Regions from separate parts of the Sus scrofa genome. Here region 1 is linked to region 2. The links are chromatin contacts, called in public promoter capture Hi-C maps. All regions are on one chromosome and are shown on one strand. The core of a region is the stretch at or near the end of the contact, and the rest is flanking DNA. Distances in the headings are between cores, read along the strand shown.

Region 1 (6,758 bases), core at 2,391-4,890, 74 kb before region 2:
CCTCACCTCCTTCCTGATTAGGCATAACGTGAACTGGAGGCTTACCTGAAGCAATCCTCAAAACACCTCATCATGTAATCCCAGAGAAAGTCTGTGCTTAGGGACGTGATCAGCAAATTCACCGTTTTAACAATCTCGGAGGCGTTTCTGTTCTCCTTTATTGTACTGTAAAGTAAGAGGGATATTTATTTCTTTATTTTTTGGCCTTTTTTTTTTTTTTTTAGGGCCACACCTGCAGCATATGGAGGTTCCCAGGCTAGGGGTTCAATCGGAGCTGTTGCTGCTGGCCTACGCCAGAGCTGTAGCAACACCAGATCCGAGCTGTGTCTGTAACCTATACCACAGCTCACAGCAACGCTGGATCCTTGACCCACTGAGCGAGGCCAGGGATTAAACCTGCAACCTCATGGTTCTTAGTTGGATTCATTTCCGCTGCGCCACAATGGGAACTCTGATATTTATAAATATATCCATGAAAAGCCCTGTATTATGGGAACACCATATCTGGAAAAGGAATTCACTGTACCATATGCACCTTATTTCTAGAGAGACGGATAAACTCGTTAAGAGATAAAAATATGGGAGTTCCCGTTGTGGTGCAGTGGTTAACGAATCCGACTAGGAACCATGAGGTTGTGGGTTCGGTCCCTGCCCTTGCTCAGTGGGTGAACGATCCAGCGTTGCCATGAGCTGTGGTGTAGGTTGCAGATGTGGCTCGGATCCCGCGTTGCTGTGGCTCCGGCGTAGGCCGGTGGCTGCAGCTCCGATTGGACCCCTAGCCTGGGAATCACCATACGCCGCGGGAGCAGCCCAAAGAAATAGCAAAAAGACAGAAAAGAAAAAAAAAAAGAAAAAGAAAAAAAAAAAGAGATAAAAATATGACTGTTCTGACATAAGGAAGAGTATGCGCTGTGCCATCCCAAACAGTATTTCTATTATTACCTCAGAAGCTAGCTTAGGAGCTATTGCAAAAAGAAGGTGATATGTTAAAAGCCAGTTTTAGTCCAACAGCAGGTGATGCCGTTCTATTGGTGGAATAATATAGTATAGCCATTTAAGAGGGAGATGTTGCTGACATTTAAATGCGCATCTTCTATGACTCAGAAAATTTATTCCAAGGATTTATCCTCAAGAAATTCTTGCACATGAACACAAAGATAGAGGCATAAGGATACCAAGGCAGTGTCATTTTAAACTACTGAAAAAGTGGAGGAGTTCCCACTGTGGCTCAGAGGTTAATGAACCCAAGTGGTATCCATGAGGATGCATGTTCGATCTCCGGCTTTACTCAGTGGGTTAAGGATCCAGCATGGCTGTGAGCTGTGGTGTAGGTGGCAGACTCGGCTTGGATCCCATGTTGCTGTGGCTGTGGTGTGGGCCAGCAGCTGCAGCTCTGATGCAGCCCCTAGCCTCCATATACCTCCATATGCTGAGGGTGCGGCCCTAAAAAAAAAGAAAAAAAGAAAGAAAAAGTGGAAACCATCCAAAAGTCAATCAATAAGAGACTGGTCAATTGGTCAGGACTTCTCAGCCAAGTGCTAACTCCTTACTGAGGACTCTAAGGCAACCACTACGTCCCACAGGAGAAGACTGCAGAGCCATTTGCAACTTGTATTTAAAAAAAAAAAGGTGGAGGGGAGTTCCTGTCGTGGCGCAGTGGTTAACGAATCCGACTAGGAACCATGAGGTCTCGGGTTCGGTCCCTGCCCTTGCTCAGTGGGTTAACGATCCAGCGTTGCCGTGAGCTGTGGTGTAGGTTGCAGACGCGGCTCGGATCCCGCATTGCTGTGGCTCTGGCGTAGGCCAGTGGCTACAGCTCCGATTCAACCCCTAGCCTGGGAACCTCCATGTGCCGCGGGAGCGGTCCAAGAAATAGCAACAACAACAACAACAAAAGACAAAAAAAAAAAAAAAAAAAAAAAAAAAAAAGGTGGAGGGAGCTCTCTGGTGGCCTCTAGGGTTAAGGCTCCTGCATTTTCACCACTGTGGTTCTGGTTGTTGTTATGGTGCGGGTTTGATCCCTTGCGCCCAGGAACTTCCACATGCTGCAGGTGTGGCAAAAAAGAAGGAAAACAAACAAACAAAAAAACAAGAGAGAACCTGAAATAAACATTGCAACTCTCATTTAAAAAAAAAATGCAACTAAACAGTTACTATAATTCCACCTTAAAAATAAAAGATAGGCAGTGCTGTACATGTGCATTCAAGGTTTGGAAAAATGCAAATGTTTTATGTTTTTCTCTGCAGGGTGGTGGGATTTTTTCTTTTTTTCTTTTTAGGGCCGCACCCATGACATATGGAAGTTCCCAGGCTAGGAGTCGAATCAGAGTTACAGCTACCCGCCTATACCACAGCCACGCCAGATCCGAGCCACCTCTGTGACCTACACCACAGCTCATGGCAATGCTGGATGGCTGACCCACTGAGCGAGGTCAGGGATCGAACCTGCAACCTCATGGTTCCTAGTCAGATTCATTTCCCCTTGCACCCCGATGGGAACTCCACTTTTTTTCTTGATACCTTTAAATATTGGTAGATTCTACCATAAACATGTATTGCTTTCATATTCAGAAAAATAAGAAACTACTTTCATTCTGTGAGAAAAAGACAAACACTAAAACTCATGGCGTTCCCTGGTGGTTCAGTGGGTTAAGGATTCGGCGGCAATGTCACTGCTGTGGTTCTGGTTACGGCTGTGGCTCAGGTTCTATCCCTGACGCTGGAACTGAAGCTGCCCACCAGTGTGGCAAAAAAAAAAAAAAAAAAAAAAGGGGAAAAGGTGGATTCATGTTGATTGGTTTAAGAGCATGGGTTATCTTAACCAGTGGCCTGATCTGCCCCTAATCTCCACTTTCTCCACAACATGTGATAAACTGAGAGTTAAACTTTAGGGAGTGAAAAAGAGTGAAGTTGGAAGCCAAACCCATACCTTATCAGTGAATTTCCACTCTGAGTGTAGCTGAGTTTAAGATCAGAGCCCAGGGCATCTCTGCAGTAAGAATAAAAGGCCCGGATGACTTCGAGAAACAAATTCTCAACAACCTGAGGCCCTGCAATTAAAAAGGAAACAGCCAGAGAAAGATAAACCAATAAATGACATACCCATAAAACACATCAAGAGTAACTATACATACAGACAATTTGTATAGTTTTAAAAGTACAGAAACTTAACTTTAGTTGTGACAATGACACTTTTAGCTGGGGGAAACAACATCCTTGAAATGAGCCAGCATTCTGTAGAGTGGACGAGGTGCTGGCTGTTCTAAGCATTCTGTGACTATAAATTTAATCCTCACAACAGCCCCAGGACTGGGTAATATTTTGCTCTGTTACAGATAAGGGGACTGAGGCCGAGAGGCGGGGTAATTTGCTCCAGGCGGATTCTGCCAGGCAGAGGCAGGGAGTGAGCTGAGTGTCTTAAGCGAGAATAAACTGTCTGGCCAGAGTAAGGCAATTTTTTTCCTATTCTGGATTCCTTTAAGGATGAGCGAGAACAACATGAAAGAAATAACCGCATTCCTAAGAAGCTCAAGATGGCACCAAAGAACTGGACCAGCTGCTAATTAGGCAGGTGCAAGGCAGCTGGACATGTCTGCTCCACAAACACCAGCCGTCAGGCCTGCTGGGAGGGAGTAATGTCCCACCCATCATTCAGAAGCATGAAAACAGGATGGTCCAGAGCACGCGGGAGCTCTGTCAACACATCTGGGTAAAGGGAAACGCAGATCATCTAATCCCTTCTGCTTCGAAGATAAAAGTCGTGCAGAACCCCAGGAATATTTTATCTCCAGCCTAAGAGAGCAAGAAGAAATGAAGACATGGCCAAAGCTTGGAGCCAAAGCACAGATAAAACTATGACTGTCCTATGCCTCCTGGTCTATATTATCCATCCACCCCTCTGCCCTTCAAGTGTGTCTTTTCTCAGAAAACTAAATGATCAGGGAGTTAGTTCCCTGGTGGCTCAGCACTGTGCTGCTGTGACAAGGATTTCATCCCAGGCCCTGGAGCTTCTACATGCAGTGGGCATGGCCAAAAAAGAAAAAAAAACCTGACATAACAAATTAGACTGTTATGATGGGGCAGAAGCCCTCCATTCATCCCCTTCCAGAACATAAGACCTGGAGCCCAAGCTGGAGGTCACAGTTTACTTGTTCGGGTCAAGGCCTTGACATAAAACACCCACCTCCCAGGGCGGGCCTTGGAGGCACAAACGCTTCCTGCTTTGACTGTCAGGAGCAGCCAGAGCTCCATGTCATGGCACCTGAGTCCAACTGCATGACCTGAGGGACATCTGGGGGAGAGTCTGCCTGATGCCATCAAGCAAGCAGCAGCGCCTGTAGTCAAACAGACCTGAGTTTTAGTCCTAGCTTCCAGGCGCCCCCTGGCAAATGACTGACCCTTGCTCAGCTCAGTCTCCCCATCAGTAGAAGGTGTATGGTAAGAAAACAGCCCAGGGTTGCTGGAGGTGTGGAAAGATGCAGGAAGATGTATCCTACGGAGATGAAGCCTGTTTCCTTCCCTTTATGGTGTTGGAGGAATGAGATGCTGAGATCTTACAGCAAATGGAAACCGAGCAGTTTCTTTCTTTCGTCTTTTTTTCTTTTTAAGGCTGTGCCCTCGAGCATATGGAAGTTCCTGGGCCAAGGGTCGAATCGGAGCTGTAGCTGTGGCCTACACCACAGCCACGACAACACTGGATCCAAGCTGCACCTGCAACCTGTGCCACAGCTTGTGGAAACGCCAGATCCTTAACCCACAGAGCAAGGCCAGGGATGGAACCCACATTTTCACAGAGACAACGTTGGGTCCTTAAGCCAACGAGCCTTAATGAGAATTCCAGCGGTTTCTTTTTTAAAGCAAGGCAGAGAAGGTCACTTTTCTCAACTGATGCCTACAGGACTACAGTGTGTAAGGCGACCCTTTTGGAACCAGAGTCTAGTTCAAGCCCCTCCGTTTGACAGAAGAGAAGACTGAGCGAGGCTCATCAGGCAGAAGCAGATTTCTTGGGGTCATGAGGCAAAATGATGGAGGAAGGCCTATTTTCTTGAAAATAAAATCAAAGTGTCTTTGTAGTAGGATATGTGATTGAGGAAATGCTTTCACCAAGTCAGTACTGCATGTGTCCTGCAGGCACAGGTGTAGACAAGCACAAAGGTATTTGCCAAACAAAAACATTTAAGTGGTGTCCAGATAACAGGAACTCAACCACACAGCATGACTAAAGTACCTCAAGATTCTGGAATTCCAAAGAGTAAACTGTATTCTACATAAAGTGCTTTTTTTTGTTTGTTTGCTTTTTTGTTTTTAAATTGGCTGTACTCACAGCATGTGGAAGCTCTCGGGCCAGGGACTGAACCTGTGCCACTGCAGTGACCCAAGCCACTGCAGAGACAATGCTGGATCCTTAACCTGCTGAGCCACAAGGGAACTCCCTAAATTGTGGCCATCACTGAGTTTTAATTCCCTCAAAACAGGCAGTCTGCCTTTGGCGCCTGGTGGTGAAGCACTTCCAACGTTACCTATTTCCGGCTTGTCAAGCAGACTGACGAGGATGCGGAAAGGCCTCAGGTACGCGTGGTGGCGTTCCTCCGTGTCGGCATCAGGGAACTTCTGGTGCAGTATCTCAGCCAGACCCTATTTTTTTCAAAGCCACATTATTAGCGTCTTGAATCAAGCAGAGCATGACCTTATTGCTTGGTCTAACTGTCAAACACTCTGGGATAGAGGTGAGAGCGGTCAGGCAGCATGAGACGAGCAGTGCCAGCCCTCCACATCGTGGGTTCTGTATCCACAGACCCAACCATCCACAGATCAAAGAAATTCCAGAAAGTTCCCAAGAGCAAAACTTGAACTTGCCACGCCCTGGCAACTTCTTTGATAGCATCTCCCGGTGTCTACCATGACTTACGTAGCATTTACGTTGTATTTGGTGTCTTAAGTAATCTGGAGATGATTTAAGGTGTGTGGGGGGATGTGTGTAGGATATGTGCCAACTTCTCCATGTGACACACACGAGGGACTTGAGCATCTGGATTTTGGTACCCACAGGGGTAGGGAGTGGGGTGCTGAAACCAACCTTCCGTGGATTCCAAGGGGTGACCGTACATGGCGTTTTCCCAACTGTGTCCCAAGGAACAGGCCCCATGTCTACTTGGAGGTCCCTCAAGGAACCCCATGGAAGAACCATGAACAGCAATGTCCTGATTGGGGTCTACTTTCCAGAAATGCTCCTTTACCTCAACTAAAAGATCCTTGGAATATTTCTCAAAAAAATACAAGGACTGGTCTTCGTAAGAATTTGTGGTTTCAGGTTCTGGCACGATGGTATTTCCTTTAATATCTGAACCTAGAAAAGAACAAGCACTATGAGCTGTGAAGAGATCTATACATTTAAAGGACACTATCCTAGGAGTTCCCTTTGTGGCTCAGCGGTTAATAAATCAGACTAGAAACCATGACGTTGCAGGTCAGTGGGTTAAGGATCTGGCGTTGCCGTGAGCTGTGGTGTAGGCGGCAGATGTGGCTCGGATCCCGTGTTGCTGTGGCTGTGGTGTAGGCCAGCAGCTACAGCTCCAATTCGACCCCTAGCCTGGGAACCTCCATACGCCGCAGGTGCGGCCCTAGAAAAGACAAAAAAAAAGACCAAAAAAAAAAAGTACACCATCCTAGTGTGCAAAGGTCTCGTGCTCTGACATTTTAAAAAATAAAATCCTTCTGATAGAAAACGAAGATCAGATCTGGCAAAATCAAGGCGTGTC
Region 2 (7,353 bases), core at 4,571-7,070:
CATAACCACTACCACATTCTGGAAAGAATGTGCAGGTGGCGCCCCCTAGTGGCTCAACAGTTGACTAACTTAACTTATTCAGTCTAGGGTTCCAATTAGAGCTACAGCTGTCCACCTACACCACAGCCACAGCAATGCAAGATACAAGCCATGTCTGCGACCTACACCACATCTCACAGCAATGCCAGATCCTTAACCCACTGAGCAAGGCCAGGGAGCAAACCCACAACCACATGGCTCCTAGTTGGATTCGTTTTCACTACATCACAACTGGGAACTCCTTCTTATACACTCAATCTTGAACCAATAAGCAAGTAGGATAACTTTTCAAATTCTTTTTCTTATTTCTTTTTACTGCCACACCTGCAGCATATGGAAGTTCCTGAGTAGGGGTCGAATTGGAGCTGCAGCTGAGGCTTTTACCACAGTCACAGCCACACAGGATCTGAGCCAAATTTGTGACCAATGCCGAAACCTGAGGCAACCCTGGATCCTCAACTCACTGAGCTAAGCCTGGGAACGAACCCACATCCTCACAAACACTATGTTGAGTTCTTAACCCACTGAGCCACAACGGGAACTCCAAATTTATTTTTACTTTTTAATTTTTTAATAATAGTTGATTTATAATGTGCCAATTTCTACTGTACAGCAAAGTACATATATATGTACAGTCATACAAATATATACATTCCTTTTCTTACGTTGTCTTCCACTCATGGTCTATCCCAAGAGACTGGATAAAGATAACTTTCTTTAAAGTGATATTATAAAACTAAATAAAATAAAGAGTGGATTTTAAAATCAGTTTTGGGCAAAAAGACAAAACAAAACAAAACAAAAAACCCGTTTTGTGTGGGGAGAAAGTGACTCCCTACCAAGCAACGGGCAATAATGCTCAGCGTTTTGCCCTCCAGGTAAACATGAGGTTTATTGAAAAGTCATACGTATTCTCACCATGTTGCAAACCAGATTCTCCCTTTGGGAAAGACTGTTACAGAAAACCAGTTATGGACAGTAATTCACTGGCGCTGGGTTGATCCCTGAGTCCCACCCTCCCCAAAGCCTTCTTTAATTTTTCAAAATGGCTTGGTTTCATCATCACTTGAATCCTTCCCTCACTGGAACTAATTATCCTGATTCGATTGAGGGGTGAAGTTAGGAAACTGGATGTGGTTTCCAGTGCCACTGCTACCTGGCTGTGTTCCCTTCTCTGGGCCTCAATTTTCTTCTCTATAAAGTGAAGGTATAGGGGAGTTCCCATCGTGGTGCAGCAGAAACAAATCCGACTAGGAACCATGAAGTTGCGGGTTCGATCCCTGGCCTCTCTCAGTGGGTTAAGGATCCGGCGCTGCCGTGAGCTGTGGTGTAGATCGAAGATGGGGCTTGGATCTGGCATTGCTGTGGCTGTGGCATAGGCCGGTGGCTACAGCTCCGATTAGACCCCTAGCCTGGGAACCTCTATATGCCATGGGTGCGGCCCTAAAAAACAAACAAAAATAATAATAAAGTGAAGGTGTAGCAATGTACGTTTTCTTCAACATCTTGCAGCTTTCAAATTCTAGGATTCTAAAATCCACAGGAAGAAAGCTTCCTGATACTTGGTAAAGGAAGTAAAATAAAAGTAAAATAAAAAAACACATTTATTTATGCTTAGATTTGCATTTAAAAAGTCCATTCCCAGAGTTTCTGTTGTTCCTGACTCAACATAGTGTCCGTGACGTTTCAGGTTCAATCCCTGGCCTTGATCAGCAGGTTAAGTATCCGGTGTTACTGCAGCCTGCAGTGTAGGTTGCAGATGTGGTTCGGATCCAGTGTTGCTGCGGTTTGTGGTGTAGGCTGGCAGCTGCAGCTCCGATTTGACCCCTAGCATGGCAACTTTGGTATGCCTCAGGTGCAGCCATAAAAAGAAAACAAAAACGAACCCCCAAACCTCTATCCCCTTAACCCTGGGCACTCACCAACTCCATTGCCCCTGGTCCCATCTTTGAACCAGTACCTGCAACTGTACCGGTGGATTTGCAATGACCTCATCCCACTAAGAAGCCAGTACAGGGAATTACCAGTAGAGGCTGGGAATGTGCAGATGGGTGGAACTCTCACTGCATCATTTTACTTTATTTTTTTAGGGCCACACCTATGGTACATGGAAGTTTCCAGCCTAGGGGTCAAATCAGAGCTGTAGCTGCCGGCCTGCACCACAGCCACAGCCATTCGGGATGCTAGCCACGTCTGCGACCTATATCACAGCTCAGAGCAACGTCAGGGATTGAACCCACATCCTCATGAATACTAGTCGGGCTCATTACCAGTGAGCCACGAAGGGAACTCCCACTATGCATCTTTTATTTATTTATTTAGTCTTTTTAGGGCTGCACCCACAGCATATAGGGGTAGGGGTCTCATTGGAACTGTAGCCGCTGGCTACCTACACCGCAGCTCGCTACAACGCCAGATCCCCAGCCCACTGAGTGAACCCGCAACCTCATGGTTCCTAGTTGGATTTGTTTCTGGTGTGCCACGATGGGAGCTCCTATGCATCTTTTTTGATTTAAGTATTTTTGCCTTAGAGATCAACTTTATTTAAAATGTTAAGAAAAGCACATTTCTAGTACGAACCACAGAGTTCTTCCGAAGAATCACAGTTGACTTCTTGGGAGAGAAGATCCTCTTGGGAGCAAGCCTTCTCTCCCCGCCTAGAGCACACTTGTACCTTACACTGAGGATTCTTTGTCAGCACAGCAATGGTCTCCCCCAGGGGACTCAGTGCTCCATGGACAGGACTGTCCATGCCCACAATGTCACCACTGCATCCCGGGCACCCGCACAAGGCCTAGGTTTTGGCAGGTGCTCAATAAGTATTTGTGGGAGAAGTAATAAAAGTTATTTATCAAATACTTGAAGGTGTAGGCAAGATATTTCTTAATAAAAAACGATTTCTTTTGGATGTTATGAATCAGCTTTACAAAGATTGGTACAAGATGAAAGGACTTTAGGAAAATTCATAGAAATGCTTGAACAGACCCTTTCCCCAGGGCCCAGGTGAGCTCGGTGAGGAGCTGAGAGGGGCTGAACTGCTCAAAGGTGAAAGGCCTTTTGGGATTGCAACACCTTAACATTTTTTTTTTTTTCTTTTTTACTGCTCACCAGTAGCATATGGAAGTTTCCACGCTAGCGGTTGAATCAGAACCGCAGCTGCTGGCCTACACCACAACCATAACCACAGGGGATCTGAGCTGCATCTGCGACCCATGCTTGGGGCCATGCTGGATCCTTAACCCACTTAGTGAGGTGAGGGATCCAATCCGCATCCTCACATGCACTATGTCAGGTTCTCAACCTGCTGAGCCCCAGGGGAAGTTTCACCTTATCATTATAGAGTTGAGTTCACGACATGGGACCCTAGAGCATCTCCAGGTATCATAGATACCTTTCAATAAAGCTAAACTATTCCAGTGAGGAGCTATGAGATACTCTGACAAAATAGAGCTATCTGCGTTTCCTCCACAGAGAAACAGCAGCCCTGGGTGATTCCCGAGGGACAGCCCTGTGGCTGACTCCTTACTGAGGGGAGGCAACTGGACAGTCCACAAAGCTGGACTTACCATGAGGTTTTATGATCGGCAGTAATTCGATGCAGACATTTCTTGTGCCAAAAAAGTTTGTCTTCAGCGTCATCTCAGCTTGAATGTCAAAGGGCGTTGGATCATCAACTTTCAAAAAGAGGAAACAAAGAGAAAGGTCATGCATCACCCCCCACCGTCGAAATTCATAAGATAAAGTGGATATTACTTCTAACGAAGGCAAAACAAGCTAACTTTAAAGTAATTTCAAGGGTTGGCTTTCTGGTAGTGGCACATCGAAAAGGAATCCGACTAGCAGCCACGAGGATGGGGGTTCACTCCTTGCCCTCGCTTGTGGGTTAAGGATCCAGCGTTGCGGAGAGCTGTGGTGTACATCTCAGATGCGGCTCGGATCCTGTGTTGCTGTGCTCGTGGCGACCGGCAACTGTAGCTCTGACTGGACCTCCCCTAGCCTGGGAACCTCCATATGCCCCGTGTGCGGCCATAAAAAGCAAAAACATTCAAGGGCCTCTTAAAACACAGCCGTCTGGTTCCCGACCCCCGAGTTTAGGACCAAGAAGATCTGGCGTGGGGGTCCAGAAAGCACGTTTCTAACGAGTTCCCAGGTGATGCCACAGCCACTGGTCCGCGAGCCACACTTCGAGAACTCTTGGCTTTGATCACTGCTGCTCAATCTCGAACGGGCAGAGGAGGCACCAGGAGAATTCTGTTAAAATGCAAATTATAATTCAAGTGTAGGGCGAGGCTGGAGATTCTGCGATTTCAGTGAGCGCTCAGGGTCACAGGTGCTGCTGGTCGACCGCCCACACGCTGAGGGGCGAGAGCTTCCAGCTGAGGTCAGCGTTCCCCGGTGGTGGGGGAAGCTGGCTATTTATCCGCTGTCGGCTCCAGGTGGGTGTTGGGTACCTCCTGCCCTCGCGTCTAGAAATCCCGCAGACTGAGTTGCCGGTGGGCCGCACTTGCGAAGCCCCAGGCCAAGCGGATGAAGGTTTAACGCTTCACAATGTTTCATTTTCTTGGGTTCTGCCTCTTAGATTTCCCTTCCGCACTAGGTTTGCATGCGACACTGGCCTGTTCATTTCTATCTGCAGCGCATGGAAGATCAATGACTTTCCTACTGGAGTAGTAACTTCTTTGATTCCCGCCCCCTCCCCCCCGGAAGATGCTACTTAAAACCACGCTTATATGTTTGATAACAAACCTAGGTTCTCTGGGGGGTGGGAACCATGCTCGCTTCCTTTGTGCTAGAGCCTATCAAAGCTCTCGATTAAACAGACTTAAGTCCACTAACTTGCAAGTGCGCGCTAATCGTGTCTCTGAGATTCACTTCCTGTCCGGAGCAGATGCCGCCCGATATCTATGAATGCGCCTTTTCATGGAAAGCGAAAGCCCGGCAAGCTTGGAGCTTGGAGACCCTTCTCTGAGAAAATGTTTCTTGCATTAGAAAACTGATGAGCTTGGCAGGGCGTGGCTCCCTCCCAGGAGACCGATTCTCTTGCAAACCTCAGCAGCTGACGGTCCTGGGAGGGCCCTGGGTTGCTCACTGGCGCGCACAGGCCCGCACAGGCCGGCGGGCGGGCGGGGCGCGCTGTGCCAGGCACCCGGGCGGGTCTTGTGCTAAACGAACAGCTCCAGAGACTCCGTAGAAAACGAAAAACCGCCGCGCGAGGCGAGACCTGAGCGCGTCCCGAGCGGCGGGCGCTGCTTTCCCGATCAATCAAGTGGACGTGTGGGGGGCGCCTGCGGCTCGCTGTCCCGCACCCTGGACGAGCCCGGGGACCTCCCACCCCCTCACCTACTCTTGAAAGCGATGCCCGCGTTGTTGACCAGCACGTTGAGTCCCCCATACTCCTTGCGCAGGAAGTCGCGCAGGGCGCGGATGCTCTGCAGGTCGTCGATGTCCAGCTGGTGGAAACGCGGGCTCAGGCCCTCGGCCTGCAGCTGCTGCACCGCCGCCCGGCCCCGAGCAGCGTCCCGCGAGGTGAGCACCACATCCCCCGAGAACTGCCGGCACAGATCACGCGCGATGGCGAAGCCGATGCCCTTGTTGGCGCCAGTCACCAACGCCACGCGGGTGTAGGACGACATGGCCGGGTGTGGGGCGAGCGGGACCTTTTGGTGGAGAGCTGACTGGGCTGTGGGCCACCGGTTCCGCGCGTTTCGGAGGCTCTGCCAACAGTCAGAGAAGCCAGGAAGAACTGTGTTCTAGGATCCAGTGCTGTGAGTTGCAGAGAATGAGGCTCCGGTCCTCGGTTCCTCCCCTCCTAGGAGGGGCCGCTGTTCCTGAAGGTTTCGTAACGCCCCATTCTCCGGTCCGCCCCCTCCCAGCGCTTCGACCTCCTTTGATCCCGCCTCTAAGCCAAACATTGATCCGCGGGGTGAAGTTGTTCCTGCAAAGCAAAACCGGACGGTGATGGGTCGATAGGGTCTAGAGAGTCACTGCAGTTGGATTGAAGGAACTATTGTAGGAGAACCCAAAAGGAGAAAAACAAATGCTGAGTAATTTTCTTGGGCGTGCGCCCGTGAGCCGCTGCAAAATGAGGGTGTTTGATTTTTCCTTGAATACACTGAAATTATTTCGACACGGTAATTGGATCTCAGGACAGAGATTCCCGTTTCTCGCTTAGGAGATGCGCAAGAGAGGGAATGAGAGAAAAGAGGTCCCGTGAGCAGCTTTGCAGGTGTGGGCAGGTTACCTAGCTCTGTGGGATTCCCAGGGCGCCCCCATGTGGGAGAGAATGTGTATGAAACTCTCACTGTGTGCCAAGCCTCTTAGGAGGCTTTTATTCATTTCACATAACTACTTTGGCTGCGAAGTGTGTGCATTTTAGGTTTATCCAAGGAGGTTACATATGTGTGTGTGTGTGTATAATTTTTTTTCCTTCCGGTGAAATCTCTGTTCTCACGAAGTTCAACTGAATACAAATCGCCAAAGAGTGTCATGGTGTGGACAAGCAATTAGAACACTCCTAGCCACCTTCTTTAGTGTAACCCAGGTGCATTTGATTCGAGTGGGTTTGATTAGTGACTTTTAGATTTATGGAGAGCTGTGATCTCATTGTGACTCAGCTTTCCCCAGGCACATTGGGCTAAGCTGTCACCTTGACTCTACTTTCTCCAAGTCAACATGTGAGGTCAGGAGGTGGGTGCTTTCTGTGGCTCAGTCAGTGTTTTCTTTTTTTTTCCTCTAAAGATTATTTGGAATTCTATTTTATCTTATTTTTTTCTCTTTTGGCCACATCCATGGTATGAAGAAGTTCCCAGGCCAGGGATGGAACCCCTACCACAGCAGCGACCTGAGCTGCTGCAGTGATCCTTACCTTGCTGTGCTGCAAGAGAACTTCAAAACTCAATTTTAAAGATATGGGGCTATTCAGGTTTTCTATTTCTTCTTGAGTGAGCTTGACTCATGTTTTTCAAAAATTCGTATATTTCATCTAAGTTTTGTTGACTTGAACAGTAGCAGCCCATAAACTCGGATATGTTTTCAATTTTAAGCAGTTTAAAATATCTTTTTGATATCTTCCTTGACTGAGGGTATTTAGAAGTATATCTTTTAGTTTCCAACTATTTGGGGATTTTTCCAGATACCTTGCTGTTATTGATTTCTTAATTCTGTTGTTGTAGTCAGAGAACATATTTTATAGCATTTGAGTTCTCTCTTTTTTTTTTAAACAACCACACCCACAGCATATGAAAGCTCCTGGACTAGGCATTGAATCAGAGCTGCAGCTGCTTACCTATGCCACAGCCACAGTATCACTGGATC

The links. Promoter capture Hi-C pulls out the DNA fragments that hold promoters and counts their contacts.
Region 1: a promoter capture Hi-C map of fetal skeletal muscle shows a contact between it and region 2, with 3 times the contacts expected there. The contact joins the enhancer-like site here to the promoter of CBR3 in region 2. A contact is called at or near these places in 3 of 5 promoter capture datasets (fetal skeletal muscle, liver and skeletal muscle), 17 of 47 Hi-C or Micro-C datasets (adipocytes, adipose tissue, alveolar macrophages and 10 more) and 2 of 2 datasets of contacts at active chromatin or transcription factors (alveolar macrophages and skeletal muscle).

Annotation. Positions count from the first base shown.
Region 1 is chr13:199,901,568-199,908,325 of Sscrofa11.1, reverse strand. It overlaps DOPEY2 (protein dopey-2), which reads right to left. Exons shown (of 39, transcript XM_003132763.4): 9 at 6,237-6,346; 10 at 5,520-5,634; 11 at 2,930-3,050; 12 at 46-165. Among named protein-coding and RNA genes, the nearest start is that of DOPEY2, 57 kb to the right of the region's middle. Within about 2 kb of position 3,640, at least 2 of the 83 cell types and tissues checked have an H3K27ac peak or open chromatin away from gene starts, as enhancers often do. A contact at or near this core is called in fetal skeletal muscle, where this site is marked.
Region 2 is chr13:199,829,157-199,836,509 of Sscrofa11.1, reverse strand. It overlaps CBR3 (carbonyl reductase 3), which reads right to left and starts at 5,820. Exons shown (of 3, transcript NM_001244732.1): 1 at 5,384-5,820; 2 at 3,606-3,713. The coding sequence starts at 5,672.